2 separate regions of the Oryzias latipes genome follow, and region 1 is linked to region 2. A link is a contact called in public Hi-C data. All regions are on one chromosome and are shown on one strand. Each heading gives the region's core, a stretch centred on a gene start, on an enhancer-like site or on the middle of the called end of the contact. The rest is flanking DNA. Distances are from core to core; before and after follow the strand shown.

The links. A called contact is a pair of places that touch in the nucleus more often than the background predicts.
Region 1: a Hi-C map of embryo shows a contact between it and region 2, with 1.8 times the contacts expected there. The contact joins the promoter of LOC105353880 here to the promoter of lmo4 in region 2. A contact is called at or near these places in 2 of 5 Hi-C or Micro-C datasets (both in embryo).

What each region holds. Positions count from the first base shown.
Region 1 is chr4:4,736,990-4,742,631 of ASM223467v1, reverse strand. LOC105353880 reads left to right here and starts at 2,999. Exons shown (of 6, transcript XM_011473780.3): 1 at 2,999-3,283. The coding sequence starts at 3,181.
Region 2 is chr4:4,584,034-4,590,322 of ASM223467v1, reverse strand. It overlaps lmo4 (LIM domain transcription factor LMO4), which reads right to left and starts at 3,365. Exons shown (of 6, transcript XM_023954029.1): 1 at 2,921-3,365; 2 at 1,918-1,952; 3 at 1,589-1,829. The coding sequence starts at 1,824.

The sequences.
Region 1 (5,642 bases), core at 1,750-4,249, 150 kb before region 2:
GGATGAGATCCATCTCTAAAGAAGCAATTTAATGGCCTTCGTGGCACTTGGTGCAAAGTAATTTGTCTAGTGGATTGGATGTGAACGCTTGTTTTAATAAGTGCTCCTCATGAATAGTTGGAGACGTGACATTTAATTAGCAAGACTGTGAACCAAACATCTCTGCAACTTCTCCAAGGTTTACTTTTATTTATTCTAATGCAGTTTGGTGTTCAGTATATAAAAAGGGGGGATAAAAGCTTTTTCATTCATTCTTCTTCAATCTCTTGAGGAAATACACAATTAGGTTTTGTGGTATGAAGACGTCACATGTAGATTATATAATTGATTCATTATTATGGTTAATCATATAGCACTTATGTATCAAGATGAGATAAAGCTTTAAATCTTTAAAGTCAGTTCATGTGATGTTAAAAAGAAACCTATCATAACTAGTGTACAGTCTGGACTCAAACTGTAGAAAATAAAGAAATCTTCTTTCTTGTAGAACACACTAACAGTCAGTAAAGATATGTATTTCTTTTACTCAAATACATGAAAGAATAATGGCTGCACGATGGCGCAGTGGTTAGCACTCTTGCCTCACAGCAAGAAGGTCCCGGCTGGGGGACCTGAACCAGAACACCAATGGGTCCTGTCCGTGTGGAGTTTGCATGTTCTCCCTGTGCATGTGTGGGTTTTCTCCAGGGGCTCCGGCTTCCTCCCACTGTCTAAAAACATGTTTCATAGGTCAATTGGCAACTCTATTGTCCATAGATGTGAGTGTGCATGGGTGTGTGATTGCGGCCCTGCGACAGACTGGCAACCTGTCCAGGGTGTCCCCTGCCTTCGCCACCAAGTGGCCAGGATAGGCTCCAGCAGCCCCGTGACCCCGAAAGGGAAAAAACGGCAGAAGATGAATGAATGAATGAAAATAAAAGAATGATTATTTTGACATAACGCTTAATAGCTAGAAAAGCGAAGCACAAACAAACAAAAATTGTGTCTTAAAACCTGATGCTATTATCAAAAGTTGAGAGTGAAAGGAAGGGCTTAAAGTGAACAATATATTTGTATTTATTTATCGTATTTTCACTTGAATATTTTTTAAATGAGCTGATTTTTTTTTTGTATTTAAAAGTTTATTTTGTTGATTGTATTTGTGCTGAAAGCAAGACATAAATTTATCTTCCTTCCATCAGCCACTTTATTTTACCCTGTTGTGTCATTGTGAACAGGAATGCTTCAGCATTTAACAACATCTCTTGTCAGACTCGAGTCTAAATAAACCTTCAGCTTGTGGACAGGTTTGTTAATAATTTCAATTACACAGACACCAAGGCCACATCTGAGTCCTTAGTGACCCGCACTAAACTCCATGTGACTTTGAGAGCTAAAGAGACTTTCTGCTTTCTGTCTATTTATGTGCTATAATTCCTAACATATCAGAAAAAAGGATGTCTGTTAAGCATCTTCTATTACTTCTATACATCTACATTCTTCTATATTTAGTTGTATAATGATATCTAATTAATTTTTTAAATGTTATGAGTAAAAAAAACAACCATCAAAATTATGAATGAAACTGCCTATTATTTGTTAGAAAAGATTGTCTTTTCTATTTGATGGAGGAATCAGTGTGATCCACAGCTGAAGGTTCTGTTTAAGAAAAATCTGGGTTTTAGACTTTCAACTGCTTTCTAAAAGTGCCTTTTAACAGAGTAGGGAGCCCCCACAATGCCCCCCTCACCGGTGTGATGACACGCAGTGTCCACATAAAGAGAACTGTAAGTATAGAACCAACAGTCTGGAAAAGTGTTTTCATTATTAAACCTGCTATTGCATCATTGTTACTTATGGGTCAAATCAGAATTAGCTTAAAGAAAATGAAAAAGCAGACTGTAAATGTGAAAAACAGACATTTGAAATACATTAAAAAAACAATTAAATAAAAAAAACAAAGATTTACACAATAGGGATAATACTCTTCCAAAGTTTGGCACATCAGAGGAGGACGACACAGGGGGCACAAGCAAGAAATGACATCACCACAACCTCTATCGCCTGATGTCAATCAGGTCCTGGTAGCCAGTGGGCTCAAAGCCCCACCCCACATAAAATTAGGATCATTACTGATACCCAAATAATCTGAATTGAAACTATAAAATGAGTAAAAAGTGAAATTTTTTTTATGTTGAAAACACAAAACAGCAGCTGTTACAAATAAACATTATTTTTCACAGTTCTGGGTTGAAAGTTTTTTTTTTTTTAAGTATAAGTTTCAAAATTACTTTTTTTTCAAATTTTCTATATTTCCTTTAAATTTGCACTGAGTCATATGGAGTTTAAAACAATTATTTTATTTGTGATTGATTTTCAAATGTACAATTGAGTTCTTTATTTACTTTAAGTTAATCCTGATTTGACCACATATGTTACACCATAAAAACATGAATTGATTCACCAGGATGATAAACTAATATGTTTAACCTGCTGCTGTCAGAAAAAAAAGACTAAAATAAACCACCTTACTCAAAGTATAGATGTCATAAAAACCCATCTCAAGACACATAAATGACCTTGAAATTCATTTAGTAAGATGAGCTTATTTAACTCTTTTGATTTTCTATATCTTTCGTAAAACTTAGAAATAACCTTAGGTCAGTCAGATGCGGTTAAAAAGTCCAAATAAATTCTGCTTTCTTTGTTGGAAAGAAACTTGCATCTGTACTTCCCAAAAAGTGTAAACACAAGGAGGGGAATTCCAACCCCGTTACTCATTTCCTACACTGAGTTTTGTTGCAACATTTCATTGTTCTCGATTCCTCTGTTTTATTGTGAAATTCTTTTACTAAAAGCTTTGTACCTTAAATGTGTGAAACCTCATAATTTGAAGCAATAGTTTGCAATGAAGTCTGCTTGTGATTTTGAACAGTCGGACTTCATTGACTTCCCTGAAAGCCTCTCCTTTCTCCTCCGCGTAGCTTCCTGTCCCAGCCTGCCCCAGTGCACTGCTGTGATTGGTCGCTCTCCTCTACAACTTCCGCCCAAATGAAAACACAGAGCTGTCAGCTGACAGAGCAGAGTAAAACAATGACAGGGGAAACTGACTTCTGACGGGTTTTGAAAAGCCTGTGTGGCTGCTGCGAGTGGAAGCAGAGGGATGTTAGGAGAGGGAAGAAGGAGCTGCTGTGTCTGGAGATGAAACAAGTTTTGAACAAGTTCCTTCATATAAAGAGAGACAAAATGGGCAGTGAATACCTGGTACTGTCGTCTACAGTCTCCTGTACAAGTTCATATAAAGGTACGTATAGTTTCTGCGTGAGCCTTCAACGTTTCTGGGGGAGTGAACTGAATGTTGATTCGCAAATTGTTTTCATTTTTGTGAAATATGGAAGGATTTACTGCAATGGCAGCGAACTCTGGCAGCTGGAACACTTTGGTATGCAGCCCTTTACTCATAATGTCCATTTTATGGAAAGAGCAGCGTTCTTTTGGCATGTAGGTGAGGCCCAGCGTTTGGTAACTTACTGGACTGAACCATTTCCAAGTGTTTTCTTTGTACAGCTGCTTGGAATTCAACACAGCCTTTACTTTTAAAAATGAAGAAATCAAAGTCAGAAAAATCCAAATTGTACTGAATAACTAAAATAAACTTTAGAATCCTCATGTGATAGAAAAAGTCCAGATCATTTACTTCTAATAGTACTTAAAGGAGGGCGTGGTCTTTTGACGGACACTTCTGTCACATAACAAGCAGGGACAGCTTTAGTGGGCGTGTTCCAACCACTATTAGGCTTGTTTGTTCCGATTTACTCTTTTTAGGAGAGAAATCAGATTCAGTGACATCATTTCAAGATGCCAACCACTATAGAGCCAACAACTGGATTCAAAGAGGTCTAATTCTACGTTCACACCAGCCTCTGCCACCCGCCTTCAAGCAGCCACATTCAGTGAAAAGTCTATGGAAACGTGTAAACGTGTGCTCTTTGGGCTTCTATGTTGCTACAACATTTATTAAATCCATTTTTGGGCTTTATGTACATTAAGTGCGTGTTAAAAGTTAAACCAGTCGAACTTTGATCTATCAGGGACTTAGATTTGGTAGTGATGTAAGGGTAGCGTTCTTTTCAATTACTTAAAAAATTGCATAATTGCAGAACAATTCTATGACAGCACGTCTTTCATGTGTCGGAATAGAGCTGTAAAAGGAAAAGCCTGAAGCAAGGGTGACCAGATTTGCATCACTTTGACGTTTGGTATCAAACCTCTCCCAGCTGCAGGTGGCAGACATGTGCTAGTATCAGGTAACAGTCCAATGTGAACACCGTAAGCTAAAAGTGTGTTCAATAACCCACATTCACCAAGTTCTTGAACACGCAACACGTGTGCATAGTGTAACACACGAATGGGTCCATAAAGTCACTAGTCTTTATATCTGTTCAGCAGGATAAAAATCCTGCTAATCAATAATGCATAATTTATGTTTAAAATTTCACATCTTGCCTCTAAATGATGATTACCAGTAGATGTTTTTTTTAACCATATAAACTCAGTTATTGTCACTATTTTTTCGTTAAATGTGAGTTTGGCTTTATTTATTATTATTATTTACAGTCTGACCAAATCTGCCAGACTGTCACATGAGTTTTTTATTTCCCAGACTTTGATCTCCATCAGTTGTTTTTTTACTTTTTTACATTTTTTATTCCTTCTTCATTTCTTTAGCTCTGCTCGAGGCCTTTCAGCGTTTATTATACCTTTATGCTCGTCTCAAAACGGTTGCAGCAAAGCACGATAATAGCATTAAAACGATATTTAATGGTGAATTAAAGCAGAATAATTATTCCTAGACTCGTGGATTTCTCTGAGAAACAAGTGCGTCGACCTAACTGCCTTCTCCAAAAGTTTTCCGGCCAACACATCTTGTTTTGGATAATCTGGACAATTTTTTATAATTTTGAAAGATTATGCAATCGATTTAAACAACTTCAACGTGATCAATCTTTTGCTTGACCTTATATGAAACGTATTAAATTCAGAGTATAATAATATTGCTTTTGCTACTATCCATGATGTCCCCTCCCCCATGCGCTAGCCCACACCCCCAGCCAGATGGCTGCCACATAGGCGTTTCCTTGCCCAGATCACGCTGGTTTCCCATCATTCTTTTGTTAATGAGGTCGTTAACCATGAAACAGAGGATTAAATCATCCAAAATCTGGCCTTTTTCTATGTTTGTCATTTTCTATTTTCTGCATTACTCAATGCAGCAAAAACAGAACGGTGCACCTGTGCGTTTCCCACATTTGTGCTGTTCCTTGTAAACACGTGTGTTACTGAGACTACAATAAACGAATCACTTGAACAGCTTACTAAAGCGCGTACCTGAAAGCATGTCCAGTCGGTGGAGGAGTGCAAACATAGATCTTGAGCGACTCGACACGGTCTCATCAGCGAAGTCCGCCGGCCCATCCGGAAACAATGCAACCCATGGCGGCCGCCGCCACTGCTGCTGCACCCAGGCAGTTTTGTTCGCTGTTAAATCATGAGACTCCAGCCAGTTAGTCAAGCAGCCTCCTTCATGTGGAACACTGACATCGTTGACAGTTAATTATGGGAGTCACAGATCACGCAGACATGTCAGCTCCGCTACGATTGAC
Region 2 (6,289 bases), core at 2,116-4,615:
TCCTCTGAATTGCACGAGATTTAATTAATTTTCTGAGATCCCACCCCCCCCCCCTCCTTTTTTTGAAGGGGGGGGGACTAATACTTCACATTCTCTTGTGCTGTCATCCTGCTTGAGTGGGCAGACTTCAAAGTGATATTAAATAACCAACTATTAGATTTACCTCACACGTTCTATTGGAAAAGTGCCATTTAATTACCTAGACTTATTCAATTAAGGGGACAGCATTCCCTCTGAATCCAGCAGCCCCCAGGAAAAGAATCCCCCCTGCAGCAGCAGCAGCAGCAGCAGCAGCAGCAGCAGCAGCAGCAGCAGCAGCAGCAGCAGCAGCTATAACATCACCTCCAGCTTCAAACAGCAAAATCATCCACTACCACTATTATTTAAACTGCAAATTTGAGCGGAAGATGAGAGTTCAATGGCTTAAAAAACAGACTGGCCCTTTAAGATGGGGGGGGAGAAAAACAGCCGCAAATGGCCTTCACAATAATCCCTCTTGTCTGTCTGTCTTTCTCTCCTGCACTCTCAAAAGCCAATTTGGTTAATTAAATGTTTTGTTTGCAGTGTGGCTCTCATTCATTTCGGACACGTCATTGGTAGCAGAAACAAGCCAGGGACCAGATCTCATTAGATAAAACCCATCAGGACTGAAGGAAATGGAGGGGGGACTATAATTAAAGCATTTAATTGTGTAGAGTCTCTCTCAGATGTTTTCTCTGCCTCCCTCTCCCAGCCATACTTCAGCGTTTTTATCTCTGCACAGATCTCCTGCCTCCATAATCTGCGCTTTAGCTCTTTCACCAAGCATGCTCTCAATACAAGTGGAAAGGTGTATCCACACTTCCTCCCGCTCCAATTTTAATTACGTTATAGTACCATTATGAATGAAGTACCCCATTGACTTCCCACTGCTTTATATGAGGTGGGAGTAAGAGCGCACGGGCGCACTTTAGATCTGGAATCATCTGTGCAGATCTGCTGGCTGCACATCCAAAAACAACTCAAATGGGCGAGATTTTGTACCTTTAAGCAGAAACATTCCCATTCAGCTGAACTGAATGACAGGAGAGGCCAAAGCAGCTGATGAACACTCTTCCTGCTCCCAATAGGGTTCTTTTTTTAAACTTCAACAAGAGAAATACATCTCTTTTCCTGATTGAATTTACATAAAGTCCTGCACGCCATGAGGAAGACTTGTAATATTAGTGTCTGGGATACATAAGCAAAGGGCATTTTTTTTCTTCATTTCGGTGCAACTTTTTTATTTCAATAAAAGTCAACATAACTTCATTTATAATCCAAATGACCCTCGTCTACAAAGGAGGCAGACAGTTGACATAAAAGGGCTGCATCTGATTGGTCAAAGGGCTCCATTTAATTTGTTAAGCGGCCATAAGATTGTTTATGTGTGAACATTTAAAAAGTAACCATTTATCCCTAATTTAGGCTGCCTGTTGCCATATGCGTATAGGTTGATATTGCGATGAGGATACATTTGTGATGCAGGCCTATCTAAATGTCTCACCTACAGAGTGCGTTTGTGTCCTTGGACAGCCCCACAGAAACGGCCCTAACCCCCCCTTCTCACCTGATGTAATCGTTTCTGCAGAGGATCATGCCGCTTTTCGTGTAGCACGACGTGCCGATTTCGCCCAGCTGGGCCTGGCAGCAGGAGCACTTCAGGCAGCGGCTGTGCCAGTAGGTGTCCATGGTGTAGAGGAGGAAGCGGTCTGCGATTTTGCCCCCGCAGCCCGCACACCGCTTCCAGGACAGGGAACCGGCGCCCACCGCCGGCGGCTGGCTGCTGCCTCCAGGATTCACCATGGTCTCTGAAAAAACAAAACAAAAACAAACATCACGTGTTGATACCAGGTATGCAACATCATCCTAGCAGATAATGGCAGAGTTTTACACCACCTTTGTGGAGATTGTTAACTTTGCAGCTGCAGACTCTGTGACCCCCCAGCAAAGAGAAGGAGCTGATCTCATTACACGAACAAGCCATGTTCTGCTATGAGTCATTTAGTGAATTAATCTGCCCTTGATCTCTGCCTGTGTGGCCCCTGCGCGGGGGCATCGCTGCTGATGAATGTCTGTTAACTGATAACACTGTGGGGCCAAAGGAACAATTCTGCTGCCTCTAAAGTGAAAGCAGTGCCTCTGACTGACTGACTGAGCAGCACAGCCGCTCCTGCTTGTTTACCAACACCTGATGCCCCGCGGGCTTCCACCGACCTGCCCGCCATAACTTCACCGCCAAACGGCCGTTCCCTTCCAGACGTTAATACGTGCTCGGACCCCCCACCCCCATCCACCCTCCTCCACCACCATCACCACCACTCCGGGGCAGCAGCGACGCCGGGATATAAAGCCAAATCTTTGTTGAAAGGCAGGTAGGCCAATTAGGGAAGGAGAAGGCGCGGGGAGGGGGCGCGCGCGCGCACAGACAGAGCAGCATTCAGTAAGCCCATTAGCGATGGCTCTTAGGGACGAACCGCGGCGAACCTCCGCGCTGATTACATCTAAAAGCAGATGAAAAAAAAAAAAAAAACACAACAAAACAAAAAGCCGACCTGAAAGTGACTCCACGCACGAACCGGGCGAGCCATCGTCAAGTTTCCAACAGGCGGGGCAGGAGGAGGAGGAGGGGAGGCTTTTTAGATTAAATGGGTAAGTAATTACACGGTCAGGCAATTTGGGCACAGAGACTAAGACATGGAAATGGAAGGGAGAAAAGGCGAGTGCTAAAGGTCCTGAAAGCTGCTTTTCAACCGGAAAATGTAAAGATTATTGCGGGATAATTACACGGCCATGGGTTCAGTGAAAAAACAAGAGTCTCGGGTATCAAATATCACAGCTATCTTCAAAAGAAAACACGCTTTCAGAGGCAAAGTCTAGACTTTGACACACATATACTCACTTCGTTGGAGTTTAATGGCTGAAGTTCGGGTCTGAAGATTGCGTAGGAGAACGGGTAAGCTCCAGCAGTCCCCAAAAAGTCAAGGAAAAAATGTTTTATTTAAAAAAATAAATAAATAAAAAAGTGCGCCGTCGGTGTCCAGCCCCGCGCGGCAGCGAGCTCGCGACTCGTACAGCGGAGCAAATGGAGTTATCAGATAGTATTTCCAGCGGACGGTTCCTGCTTTTCTGAAAGCGATTTGTGGCCGATGACGGACCCAAAGCTGTCCATCGCAGGATGATTAGGTCTCCGAGACAGTAAAGTTCCCCAAAAGAGCAGAGAAGAGCGGCACAAACCGAGATTATGACGCGAATAACGGAGCACAGGAAATACGACGGTGGATCCGCGGGCAGCTTGTTCTACATGTGTCTCTGACAGGAAGAAACCTCCAGTAAAAAACCCTCTTTAGCCGCGTGACGACAAAGCCCTCTCAGCCAATCCGCTGGCAGCTCATTTAAGAACACCGAATCCAGCCAATCAGAGCAGAGAGAGACTTAGCAAGAGACGCACACAAACAATGTTGTTACACTGGCAAAGACAGGACCCCCCCCCCCCCCCCCAACACTTCTTAAAAACTGAATTTAATGTTTCAATACCCAAAATCTAAAATAGTCAAATTCAGAATCAATTTGAACGTCATTTCTTAATCTCGAAATCACTGCCTGGCTGTGATTAGAGCATCATGGGAAGTCTCTGATTATCTGCATCTCCCTGTAGCATCAGCTCCAAGCTGCATGGCAACATCCAGTAAACTGCATTCACCTCACGTCACAGTTTAATTAGATGACATTCAATAACTACTTAGTTTACTGAGAGTGACTCCAACCTCTGGGAACTGGCGGGACAACAGCTGCGCGGTGGCGCCATCGTCTGCCACCCACAGTAATTGCAGGGAGACTTTCTGCTTTGAAAACCCCATTAAAGTCCACAGGTCATTGATTTCAACACTGAATCTGATTTGTCTGAGGGTTTTCTTTACATGTATTTATCTTAACATTAATATCATGGCAAGCATGAGAGATTAATCATGAACTACATGCGAGAAATGTGTTGCATGTGTCACAAGTTGACATGAAAATATGGCTCTTTTTATTGTATTTTTATTTTAGTTTTTTACTTTAGAAACAAGAAAAATAAAATATAATGCAAAAGAGAAGTTATCTTCAAAGAGATTAACCAGGTTTAAGAGTTTTACATGACAAAAAAAAAGAAAAAAATCCATTTGGATATGATACCCCTGGCTTTGGATGTGTAAAGATGATCTTTTTCTTGACTTTAATTGTTTAATTATTCTCGCAGCTCTGAGGAGATTGCTTTGCATCACACTGATTTCCCTTTTGGCAAAGCCAGCGCTGATCCACCTTGGTTTGAGCCGCATTCTCTTGACACTCTCATCAAGCTTGCCTCTTACCAGAACAAAAACATCCACAGAAGATTGCAAAGAATATCTTTTCCACCAAGGAATGATTAATTGATATAAATGATTAAAACAGAGGGAAATTAGAAAATGAATTTGAAAAGAGGCCTCACAGGAAAAGCTTTGTTTGTTCCAGTCCTCTTTTTAATGAGCTTTTCATAACTGGGCAGGAGAAATTACTTCTTGCAAAAATAATTATTGGAAGTTGGAGTAAGTAGGAGGAGGTGGAGAGGTCAGTGAGAGGAAGAGGAGACGGGCGACGTGGGGGTTCCCTCAGAAATTGATCATCTCCACACTCCGCCGAGATTCCTGAAGTTTCCGAGCAGCTGCATTATGAAAAAAGAAGAAAAGAGGCGAACAACAATATGGCGCAACACAGTTTCAATGTTTAAACAGGAACAAGAGAGCGTCAGATGTGGATCTGAGTGTTAAAACTCCCCACAGGGTAATCTCAACTGACGTGAAAAGAAGACCACGGTCTTTCATAATCAAGCCGCTGGTCCTGTGGGAGTAAGCGGAGCCACACTCAGCTCATTCCCTGACTACAGATTTGCTCTGTTGACTTGACACTGAGCCTCAGAGGCTGTTTTGTCCACACTGCAGGCCACACTCAAGCCAACAACACCCAGGTTAGTTCAGCCATCTGCAGCACCAGAAAAATGGTTGATACCATATTACACAAATCACGTGAATTGATGATACCGTTCAGATTAACCGCAGCTGCTCCCAGATTGAACGGAGAATGGCCGACAGATCATCTCCTAAAGAGGCTGCTTTAAAACACACAAAGTCTCCTATCACTCCAAGCTTTGAGCTTGAATGTGTTTGTGTGGCCATGACCGGATCAAGATGGTTGGTGCATGGATTTTTTCTTTTCTTTTCCAAACAGCCTCCATGTCCTGTAATTGCTGTTCTGACCTTGAAAAATATTTAGAAAAGATGAAACATTTTGCATTGATTCTGGATTTTAAAAGAGGAATCAGGTGTGGATATCTTTCAGTCCACAATAAATCCATAAAATCAAACTTTTTTATTTATTTATTTTTTTGGCGCTCGGGTCAAAGTTATTAGCCTGCCCTTTAAATGAAAAGAAGTCCTCTGAAATTACCATTGCCAAATTGTAATTGTTTATTTAGACATCCCAAGGAAAAAGTCAAGTTAAGTTTAATTAATTTTGCTGAATGGAAAAAAACACAAAAATACCAAGGCTAAAATCATCATCACTCTGATAAGTGGTAGTCAGTATCTTTCACTGAATATCAGCTGACATCAAAGTTTGTGCTACAGCTCCTAAATTCCTTTTTTGTAGCTTTAATCATCTTTCGTTTTCAATGAAAAATTCTTCAGTCTTTAGTGATTTTTCTGACTTAACTTTCAGTTCCATATATAGAATATTTTTTTTTTTAGTCTGGACAAGATTACTACCGGATATCAGGGTTCATTTACAAATCTGTCAGCGTTTTCATAAGAAAACGTATGAAGACAAATCTGCCTTGATTCAATCAAATCCTTGTGAATCAGAAGCAGAGAAAAATTTCCGCTTCATACAGAGCTTATTTGTGATGCAGAAAATACGCTGGATGCTACAAGCTCCCTGCTCTGCTCCATTCTGATGTCTTCACTTGCAGACGAATAGATCCAGGCTTGTCTTTGTTTTCCTCGTCTGAGCTGGAATCTGGATCTAAACTTGTTGGAATTATGTATATAAGGCATCTCATATTTGCTTTTATGCATTACCTAGCTATATAGGTGATATTATCATGTTTGCAGAAGTGTGTGTGTCCAACTTTGTTTCACAGGAAGGTGGAGGTGAAACCCTTAGGGGAAACCGGCTATCTTTGCGTCCTCCCAGCATCTGCCAGAGAACTTGTGTGTTAGCTGTGTCAAGACCGGAATCAAGGGCCTCTCTGTGT